Linked DNA regions of Mus musculus: regions 1 and 2 are each linked to region 3. Evidence: chromatin contacts called from public HiChIP or PLAC-seq and promoter capture Hi-C data. All regions are on one chromosome and are shown on one strand. Each heading gives the region's core, a stretch centred on a gene start, on an enhancer-like site or on the middle of the called end of the contact. The rest is flanking DNA. Distances are from core to core; before and after follow the strand shown.

Region 1 (3,040 bases), core at 304-2,803, 260 kb after region 3:
TCACTTAGGTGTTCTCAGTGCTAATGCACTGTAATGTCCCTTAACATTAAAAATGAATGTTTAAATAATTTGAAATTATATTTACTTCTCATGCAACATATGCCTTAAAGGAGGCTTTGTCTCCTGCATGCTAATTCCATGTTTGTGAGCGCTTCATTGTCTTTGTTATTGTCAATATCCGAACACTCATTATGAGGGAAAACCGACCACAGGGAGGGGCGAGGGGGGAATTAGAATCCTTCAAATGACTCAAAGAAACTAATAGAAATTTCAGAGCAAAGCAAAGACATTAAGGAGCACACCACTTTGGAAGAAATTAACAGATGGGTCCCCTGTGACTCAGCCCTAAAATGTACAGGCACTCTAAGAAGAAAATACTTCAGAGTAGCCTTTGAACCTAAGATCTCCTGCTGGGTGAATGATTATGGGACCTCGCTAGATTAGAGGGATTAGTTTTACCTCTGACCTTAAACCCTAGTCAGATTTCAAATCTCTGCTGTGACTGTTTTAACCTGCACCTGCCTCTTCAGAGAATAGATTAGTTGTTGATGAATCAGCCCTGAAGACTTTGCCACTCACAATAAGTTTTATTGCCTTACGAAACCAAGGATAAAAAAAGGCGTATATCAAGGGGTTCATAGCTGAATTGTAGTAAACACACCACACTAATATCTCATAGACGTACGCAGGAGTTATGAAGTTCATGTAAGCGTCAATAACCGCATCAATAATGTATGGCAGCCAGGACACGAGAAATGCAGCCATGGCGATCCCCAAGGTCTTGGCAGCCTTCCTCTCTCTTTTGGCTACTCTTTCCTTATAGCTCTCAGAGGAGGCCTGAGCTTGGTTGGCTGTACCCTCTATCTTCCTAGCCTGATACTTTGCCACCAAAAATATCCGACCATATAGAAACACCATGACCACAGTGGGCAGAAAGAACAAAAGGAAACAAAGTAAAACCCAATTTTGATTCAGTGGAGCCTGGCAGCCTCCCACACAGGTCAGAGCAACCACTAATTCCTCAATCCCTTCCTCATTGGCTCCCGTGTAAAAGATGGAAAAGCTGTATGTGACAGAAAAGAACCAAGAGAGAGCAATGCACAGTCCAGAAACCGATACAGTGAACTTGGTCGGATAGGTCAGTGGATCTGTAACTGCAATGTACCGGTCAATGGAGATGCAGCATAAATGAAACAGAGACGCAAAACAGAAGGAGGTGTCGAAACACGTGTGGAACTTACAGTAACTCTCCCCAAAGTACCAGCAGCTCTCCACAGAACGCACCGTGCTGAAGGGCATCACTGTCACCCCCACCAAGAAGTCAGCACAGGCCAGGGAGGCCACCAGGAAGTTCGTAGGCGTGTGCAGCTGTTTAAAGTGGAGGATGGCAATGATGACCAGTAAGTTCCCAAACACTGCCAGCAGGGCTCCCAAACCGAGGACCCCATAGAGGATGGCTCGAGGCCAGGGTGCGTAAGAGCTTTTAATGCAGGATCCGTTCACATTCTCATAGCAGAGCTCCATGGGCGGTTCTGGGGAGAAGTCGCTTGTCATTGCCTCCAGTCTTGGTAATTGTAAACTTCCCAGGTTTCCATTCTAGCAATCTAAAGCAAAAAACGGGGTTAACAACTGTCTTAGTCAGGGTGTCTATTCCTGCACAAACATCATGACCAAGAAGCAAGTTGGGGAGGAAAGGGTTTATTCGGCTTACACTTCCATACTGCTGTTCATCACCAAGGACGTCAGGACTGGAGCTCAAGCAGGTCAGGAAGCAGGAGCTGATGCAGAGGCCATGGAGAGATGCTCTTTACTGGCTTGCTTCCCCTGGCTTGCTCAGCCTGCTCTCTTATAGAACCCAAGACTACCAGCCCAGACATGGTCCCACCCTCAAGGAGCCTTTCCCCCTTGATCTTTAATTGAGAAAATGCCTTACAGTTGGATCTCATGGAGGCATTTCCTCGACTGAAGCTCTGTGATAACTCCAGCTGTGTCAAGTTGACACAAAACTAGCCAGTACAACAACTTAAAAATCTCCTGGGGAAACATAAAGAAAAACAAAAAAAAACAAGAACTCTATTTAAAGTAAAGGTAACCTTTTACTACGTGTTTTTTGTATACCCATTTTACTCTTTCCCAAAAGTGCTCTAAGGATGTTAAGAAACAAAAACCTGTTGCAAAAAGCCATTTAAAAGTCAAAAGTCTTACTAAGTAAATGTACATTGTCTAATGTTTATTTTATATTATATCTTTGCCCTATTATTACTATATTATAATTACTATCATCATAGAATTTACTTTATTAATTGTTAGAAAAGTTTTTTTCTGTGGATGTCATCTTACCTTTTGAAAATAGCAAACTGGATTGAACTGGTTTTGCCACCAATGGCTGAATTTTATTTACTTCTTTTTTGTCTCCCCAGAGCGGCCATCGGCTGCAATCAACAACTTAGTTTTGCTTTTTTTTTTTTTTTAAACTGGAAAAAAATAAATTACATGTCCTTCAAATTGTAAGCTCAAAATCCCCATAGTATAGAGTGTGAACGCTGGGACCAGCTTACTCTTAGTTGCCTTAAACACACACATGAGGAATGTACTTTAACTGTGACTTATATTTCTATTTTGTCTTTTTGTGTTGATGATTTGAGCAGCTGGAAGTATCCTGGAAAACTCTTACCGAATTGTTACTAGAATAACCATCATGAAAGTGTTTCTTAGGAAGAGAGCCTGTGTGAGCTGTCTAAAATCAGTAAGAAAAAAAAAAAAGAAAAGAAAAGAAAAAAAAGAAAAGAAAAACAAGCCATAGGTCTCCTTGCACTTCTAGGATGCTTAGTTTTAAACAGGCCAAGAGGAGTGTGAGCAGCTGGGGTGGGTGTGAGCAGTTGCCTGTACCCCTGCTGTGCCCTGTAAACACGTGTGAACAATGCCATCCAAGGCGCATGTTATTTCTGTGGGTGTTTGATTTTGTTTTTAGAAGACCATATAGTGTAAAGAGGCTTTCTAAAGTGTACCTGACAAGCAAGTGATTAGCTTCTACTTTGGG
Region 2 (3,012 bases), core at 303-2,802, 310 kb after region 3:
TAGAACAGTTAACTGTGAAACAGTATTTGACTAAAAAAAAAAAAAATCCATACATAGTTGTTCTAGTGAACTCTCTGCCATTAATGGGTAGTTACAAACCCAGGGTCAAACAGATGGGCCTAGTTACATTCTGTGGGACCAAACAAAAAGGAATGGGTGTGGGAAGATTTGTAAAGAAGTGTGGCTGGCAAGGCAGAGGGAAGGGGAAGGGGAAGAGAGAGCAGCCATAGTCATTACATACAAGTGTGAGATTGCCAAAGAATAACATTTCCAATAAGAAAATTCTGGCATTTAAGTATTCTTTGTTTTTAAGGAGACTCTAAGGTGGCTAAGAACTTTCTGTAAACAAACTAATCATATACATTGGTAACAAAATCTTCTTGTTGTGGGGCTGGAGAGGTTGCTTGCAGAGAGTGGGATTTAGTCCCCAGCATCTACAAGGTGACTTACAAACATCTGTAACTCCAGTTCCAAGGGATGTGACACCCTCATCTGCCCACCCTGGGCACATGGTACACATACATACCTGCATACATACATACATACATACATACATACATATATACACACACACATATAGGCTAAACATTCGTGCACACAAAATAAACAGCAAATAACTAGAAAAAGAAAAAAAATCTTCCCATCAGAATTTGAGTGTAGACATTTCTGCTAAAGCTTGTATAATAATATTAAATGTGCTTTTCTGTGTATGTTTTCTGGAGCTCTCTGGGAAGATACTCGGTAAAAGCTTGAGCCTTTGCTATAAATGTTAGAAGAAGATAACAGAAGCATGTTTTATGTTGAATCATCTGTCTGTCTGTCTAAAAGACCCACATTGTCTCCATGCAGTGCAGTAACTGTTCTTACTTCACACTCACTGTCCCTGTTTGTTAATAAGAATCTCTGTTTAGCTCTGGGCCTGCAAGGTTCTGAGGGGGTTCTTAAGTTGGTTCTGGGAGGAACTGAGGGAGTGAGTCTAGTCAAAATTTATTGTCTGAAATCCTCAAAGGATCAATAAAAATAGTTTTTAAACTATAGGTCATCTTGTTGTTCTGGGGGGAAGTGCGTTCTGGTCTAGTGAAGAGACGTCCATTTTTGCCTCTGAACACATGAGTGCACAAAAGGGAAGCGAGTATTTGGACTTTTCTCTTTGGCATCACAGCAGGCTTTTCTGTAAAAAGGACTCCAGTCCCCAGAAGTGAGCAGATCTGCTGTCACATCTGAAAATAGATGGCTGACATTATTTACCCCCTGGAGTACCCACAGTTCTGGTATTATAATTTTCTCATGTCCAACTGTTGACGCAGTCCAGATACAGGTAGGAGAGAGAGTATTTCTCCTGGGGGAATCTCAGTGAGAAGGGCAGTTCTGGTTTCTATGGTGACTTGCCCTATGGGGTAGAGTGTCTGCTCTTGGCGGTGGGAGTATACTCTTCTCACTTCATACACCAGTCTTAATCAGTGGCCGAGGTGCTTCCTGGAACTCTCTCTCTTGCCTGTGTGTGAATCATCTGCCGGCTCATGCCCTGAGCGTGAACTCTCTTCCCTTTGGTTCCTGTCCTGCCTTGTGATCTGGGAAACTCCCCTGCCTGGATCCAGTCGAAGTGCACAGAAGTGCACAGCCCGCTGGTCCCTTCTCTCCTTTTGTGGCCACCGGGTCCACACTGTTCTTACTACTTCAGATGACAGCAGCCTCCACATTGTCCTCTCTGCCCCCTTTCTTGCCCTCTTATCTTCTCCACAGTGACAACAAGGCAGATTTTTAATGCATGAGCACACGTCACACCCAGATTTCAATTCATCTGTGACTCTCTTGGCCCTTGCAAGGAAGTGTGAGCCTTGTGCTGTTCACACCCGCATCCAACCTGCCTCCCCCACTGCCCACCTCAGGTTCTTCCTGAGGCTTCTTGGGCTGACCCTTTCACACCTCAGGGCCTTGGAACCCGCTTCCCACCTGTGCCTGCAGAAAGGTAACACTGAGTTCTCCGTAAACAGGCTCAGTAGGACTTTCCGAATGGCTCTCCCACTCCTAAGGGGAGAACAATGGTTCATGGGCTGCAAGCAGCCGCATGTGTATTACCCTTTTGTGTATTCAGGTGACCTCAGTACATTTATCTAAGGGATGTCTTACTTGGCTATTCTTTATAATCATTTTCTCATCATCTTGCTTTCATTTTATAATGCCTTTTATCAGAAAAATAAAAATTTAATTACGATTTCCGCCCTGTGTTCCCCCATTAAAATGTTAATCTTTGAGAGAAAGGTTTGAATGCCTCAGTCACCAAAGTATTAAAAAAAAAATTAAGAGCATGAGGTTATAATATGCAAAGGGTATTTTTTATGATTTACCTTTTCTCCTGCACCTGCTAGCTTCATGTATTCCATTAGTGGGTGTTAACATCAATATATTCACCACCCTTTATTCATGAAAATTTTATCTGAAGACTGAATGTTTGTTTATGAGCCGGGGATCTTGGCACCTATCCTGTTTCCAGAATGCATGCTTAGAGATCTACATGGATAAAGTGATGCAGTCCATATGCCAGCATCCCCATGTGAACACAGCAGGCTACATTCAGATAAATAATCACAGTTACTTTTAGCCTTATTTACCATGAACAAAATCTATGCACAGGGATTGGTTGGATCACAGTGTTGCTTCCCTTTTATGAAATTACAGTTTGTGGTTAGTTGGGCAATGGTCCTACATGTATTTGGTTGCTTGAAGCTGACTAGTTTTTGTTTCCTGGAATTATTTTGACAATACATCTCTTTGAGTTCTTTATGAAATCCCTTGCCTGTTTGTTCTGTAGCCATTCCTGAGCAGCACTTTTCATTACAGAGTAACTGCCCTGCATGTGTATACCAGAGTTCCTTTTTTAAAAGTAGTTGATACTTTTAGTTACTTTGGAAGAATTCACATAGGACATGAACTGTGTTCTGCTTTGGTGTGTTTATTGTCTATAGTCTTCCCTCAATATTACTGTTACCAAGATCGGTGAAGAAACCACGG
Region 3 (3,012 bases), core at 181-2,680:
TTTCTTTGGTCAAATTTTATTTTATTTTTATTAAATTTATTTATTCACTTTACATCCCAATGTCAGCCCCCCTTTTTTTCCCAGTACCCCTCATGCAAATCCTCTCTGCATTCTTCCCTCCTTTGAGAAAGGGGAGTTCCCCTCTAGGTATTGCCCACCCCCAGCCCTTACTCTGCCTCCTGCACATCAAGTCTCTGCAGGGCTAGGTGCATCCTCTCTCACTGAGGCCAGATAAGGCAGCCCAGTTAGGGAAACAGGATCCAAAGGCAGGCAGACAAGGCAGGCAGGCAGACAGCTGAGTTAGAGACAGTCCTCTCTTCTGTTGGAGGACCTGCATAATGACCAAGCTACAGATCTGCTACATACGTGCAGGGACCTAGGTAGGTCCAGCTTATGCTTGCTCTTTGGTTGGTGATTCAGTCTCTGGGAGCCCCCAAGGGTCCAGGTTAGTTGACTCTGTTGGTTTTCCTGTGGAGTCCTTGTTCTCTTCAGGTCCCTCAATCCTTCCCACAGCTCTTCCATAAGGCTCCCCAAGCTCCATCTAATGTTTGATATGAGTCTTGCATCTCATTCCATTGGCTGCTGGGTGGAGCCTCTCAGAGGAAAGTTATTCTAGGCTCCTGTCCTAGAGACTCCTTCCCCCTACCATCAACTATGGAAAACCTGGACTCATTTGGACCTGATATATATATATATATATATATATATATATATATATATATATATATATATATATATATAGAGAGAGAGAGAGAGAGAGAGAGAGAGAGAGAGAAGAGGTGTGAGAATGGGGGTTGGATTTGTGTGTTTGACTAAAACACATTATAGACCTGTATGAAATTCTCAAATGAAACAAAGGATGGCTGGAGAAATGGTTTAGTAGTTAGGAACACTTGTTCTTTCAGAAGACCTGGATTTGTTTCTCAGTATCCTTGTCACCACCAATACTCATAACCCCTGAAACTCCAATTCCACGGGGAAATCTGACACCGTCTTCTGACCTTCCTGGATTGACCTGACCAGTCATGGACTTGGTACAGATACACACATAGAGGCAAAATACCCATACAAATAAAACAAAACAAATCTAATTAAAATAAAACCCTCAGGCTTTTCTTAGACTGTTTTGTCCCTATTGCAGCCATAAGTATAAATCCTCAACAAATTGTTGATGTGATAGCTGTCTTCTAGAACACCACAGTATTTACTGTACTAATGGGAATATTGGTGTGCTAGTAAAATACCTTTAATTTAAAAATACACCAATTAAGAACTTGACCAGTACGTTTAGTATGGACTCAACTGGTTGGTTCAGTGATTTCCCTTTTAGAGATGAGTTGGCCTCTGAGCAATGTCAACAATTGCTGCAAACCCATGCTCATGCAATTCTGAACTTCTGCCAATCTTGCATAACCCTGTTCCTCAATGCCGTGTTCCATAATATATTCACAGGCAGCTGGCTGGCATCACGACTTGCGTCTGAATATTTTTTTTTCCCACTGAGATACAGTAGAAGAACCTTCTGATTTTCAGAGATCACTCTATTTTAATTATGGCTTCATTACATTTTCCTCAATGGGCAGTGAGTTTTGTCTTCTTTGCCCAGGCTGTGGGTTCAATGGACACTTTTATTGCTGCTGTGTATGAACATGCTGTTATACTGCCAAACAAAACTGAAAGTCCTGTTTCCACTGAAGAGGCTTTGCTCCTGATAAACAAGAACATAGACATTTTGGAGAGTGCAATCAAGCTGGCAGCCAGACAGGTAACACTCTTTTGTTCATGTCTGAGATGGGATATTGATTGCAGCTGGACAAGAATGTAGATATTTAAAAATGATGAGGAAACTTTTCTTTCCATGTCTGTTTTGAGCAGGGTGCACATATCATTGTGACGCCAGAAGATGGAATCTATGGTTGGATCTTCACCAGGGAGACCATTTACCCCTACCTAGAGGATATACCAGACCCTGAAGTGAACTGGATTCCCTGTAGAGACCCTAGGAGGTAACATCATGCCAAAGAGTAAATGACTCTGTCAACAAAGAGTTAACGATGAGATAGAGCAGTAATGTCACCAGGCTTGACTTGTTATTTTTTTCTGATGATTAGACAGTCTGTGGCACTGGCCTAATGCTTCATAGTGTCTGCTACTCACTGTGCCTTCATGTGGCAAATATCTTTGGCTAAGAATACTTGATTCATTACGACAACAGTTCTCTTTAAAATCTAGCATGTGAACTGTTCCCCACAAGTATGTTTAACTAAGTTTCAGCCAAGTGAGAATGGTACTTCTGGAACTTGAGCTCTCAAGTGCAAGTCAGTGGGTTCGCCCAGGAGCCTTCACAAGAAGAGTGAAATGATTAAGGAGCCTGTGTGCCTTGCCTTTTCCTTTGCCTTTGCCTTTTCCATTTCCTTTTCCTTTTCCTTTTCCTTTTCCTTTTCCTTTTTCTTTTCCAGTCACTGTTTCTAAGGTCCAGAGACACATTAAAACAACTACCTATGACTGTCTGTAAAGACATGGATACAGACAGATGGACAGACAGAGCGATAGAGACAGAGAGACACAGAGACAGAGAGATAAGAGATAGACAGAGACAGAGAAACAGAGACAGGCAGGCAGGGGCGAGAGGGAGAAAGGGAAGAGAGCGAGAAGGGGGTGAGTATCACGGCTGAAGGAAGTCCAACTGGAAACTGTTGAAAAATCTAAGGCCAGCTTTTAGATAATATAAATATACCACCTGAGAGTCTACAGGAAGACACTGGTTAGGCTTGTGAGTGGATCCATAGGGGAGAACACTGGGGAAACTGTGAACGGTTCCCAAGCTAACCCTTCCAGAGCCTGTGTTGCTAACACCGTGCCGTCACCTTGGTTCCACAGTAGTCAGTAAGGTGCATGGGAGTTTCAGGGGGCTTGAACAGGAAGCTTCCTTTCTGAGTCCACATCTTACTACCTCCCAGCTGAGTGGATGGGTACACAGCACAAATGTTTCTCTGTCTATAATATGAGTGC

Evidence for each region. Promoter capture Hi-C pulls out the DNA fragments that hold promoters and counts their contacts. HiChIP or PLAC-seq counts read pairs in DNA pulled down with a chosen protein or histone mark.
Region 1: a promoter capture Hi-C map of liver shows a contact between it and region 3. The contact joins the promoter of Taar9 here to the promoter of Vnn3 in region 3. A contact is called at or near these places in 11 of 39 promoter capture datasets (the 3T3-L1 cell line, 3T3-L1-derived adipocytes, cranial neural crest and 6 more), 1 of 15 datasets of contacts at CTCF or cohesin (the NIH/3T3 cell line) and 2 of 9 other capture datasets (adipose tissue and liver).
Region 2: an H3K27ac HiChIP or PLAC-seq map of bone marrow-derived dendritic cells shows a contact between it and region 3, with 7 times the contacts expected there. The contact joins the enhancer-like site here to the promoter of Vnn3 in region 3. A contact is called at or near these places in 6 of 39 promoter capture datasets (3T3-L1-derived adipocytes, embryonic stem cells, liver and 3 more) and 5 of 115 datasets of contacts at active chromatin or transcription factors (bone marrow-derived dendritic cells, bone marrow-derived macrophages, microglia and 2 more).

Annotation. Positions count from the first base shown.
Region 1 is chr10:24,107,981-24,111,020 of GRCm38.p6, forward strand. Taar9 (trace amine-associated receptor 9) reads right to left here and starts at 1,554. Exons shown (of 1, transcript NM_001010831.1): 1 at 508-1,554. The coding sequence starts at 1,554. The coding sequence ends at 508.
Region 2 is chr10:24,163,194-24,166,205 of GRCm38.p6, forward strand. The region is part of intron 2 of Stx7 (syntaxin 7); the gene reads left to right. Among named protein-coding and RNA genes, the nearest start is that of Stx7, 15 kb to the left of the region's middle. Within about 2 kb of position 1,553, at least 229 of the 459 cell types and tissues checked have an H3K27ac peak or open chromatin away from gene starts, as enhancers often do. A contact at or near this core is called in bone marrow-derived dendritic cells, bone marrow-derived macrophages, embryonic stem cells and 6 more, where this site is marked.
Region 3 is chr10:23,850,032-23,853,043 of GRCm38.p6, forward strand. It overlaps Vnn3 (vanin 3), which reads left to right and starts at 1,431. Exons shown (of 7, transcript NM_011979.2): 1 at 1,431-1,765; 2 at 1,876-2,006. The coding sequence starts at 1,553.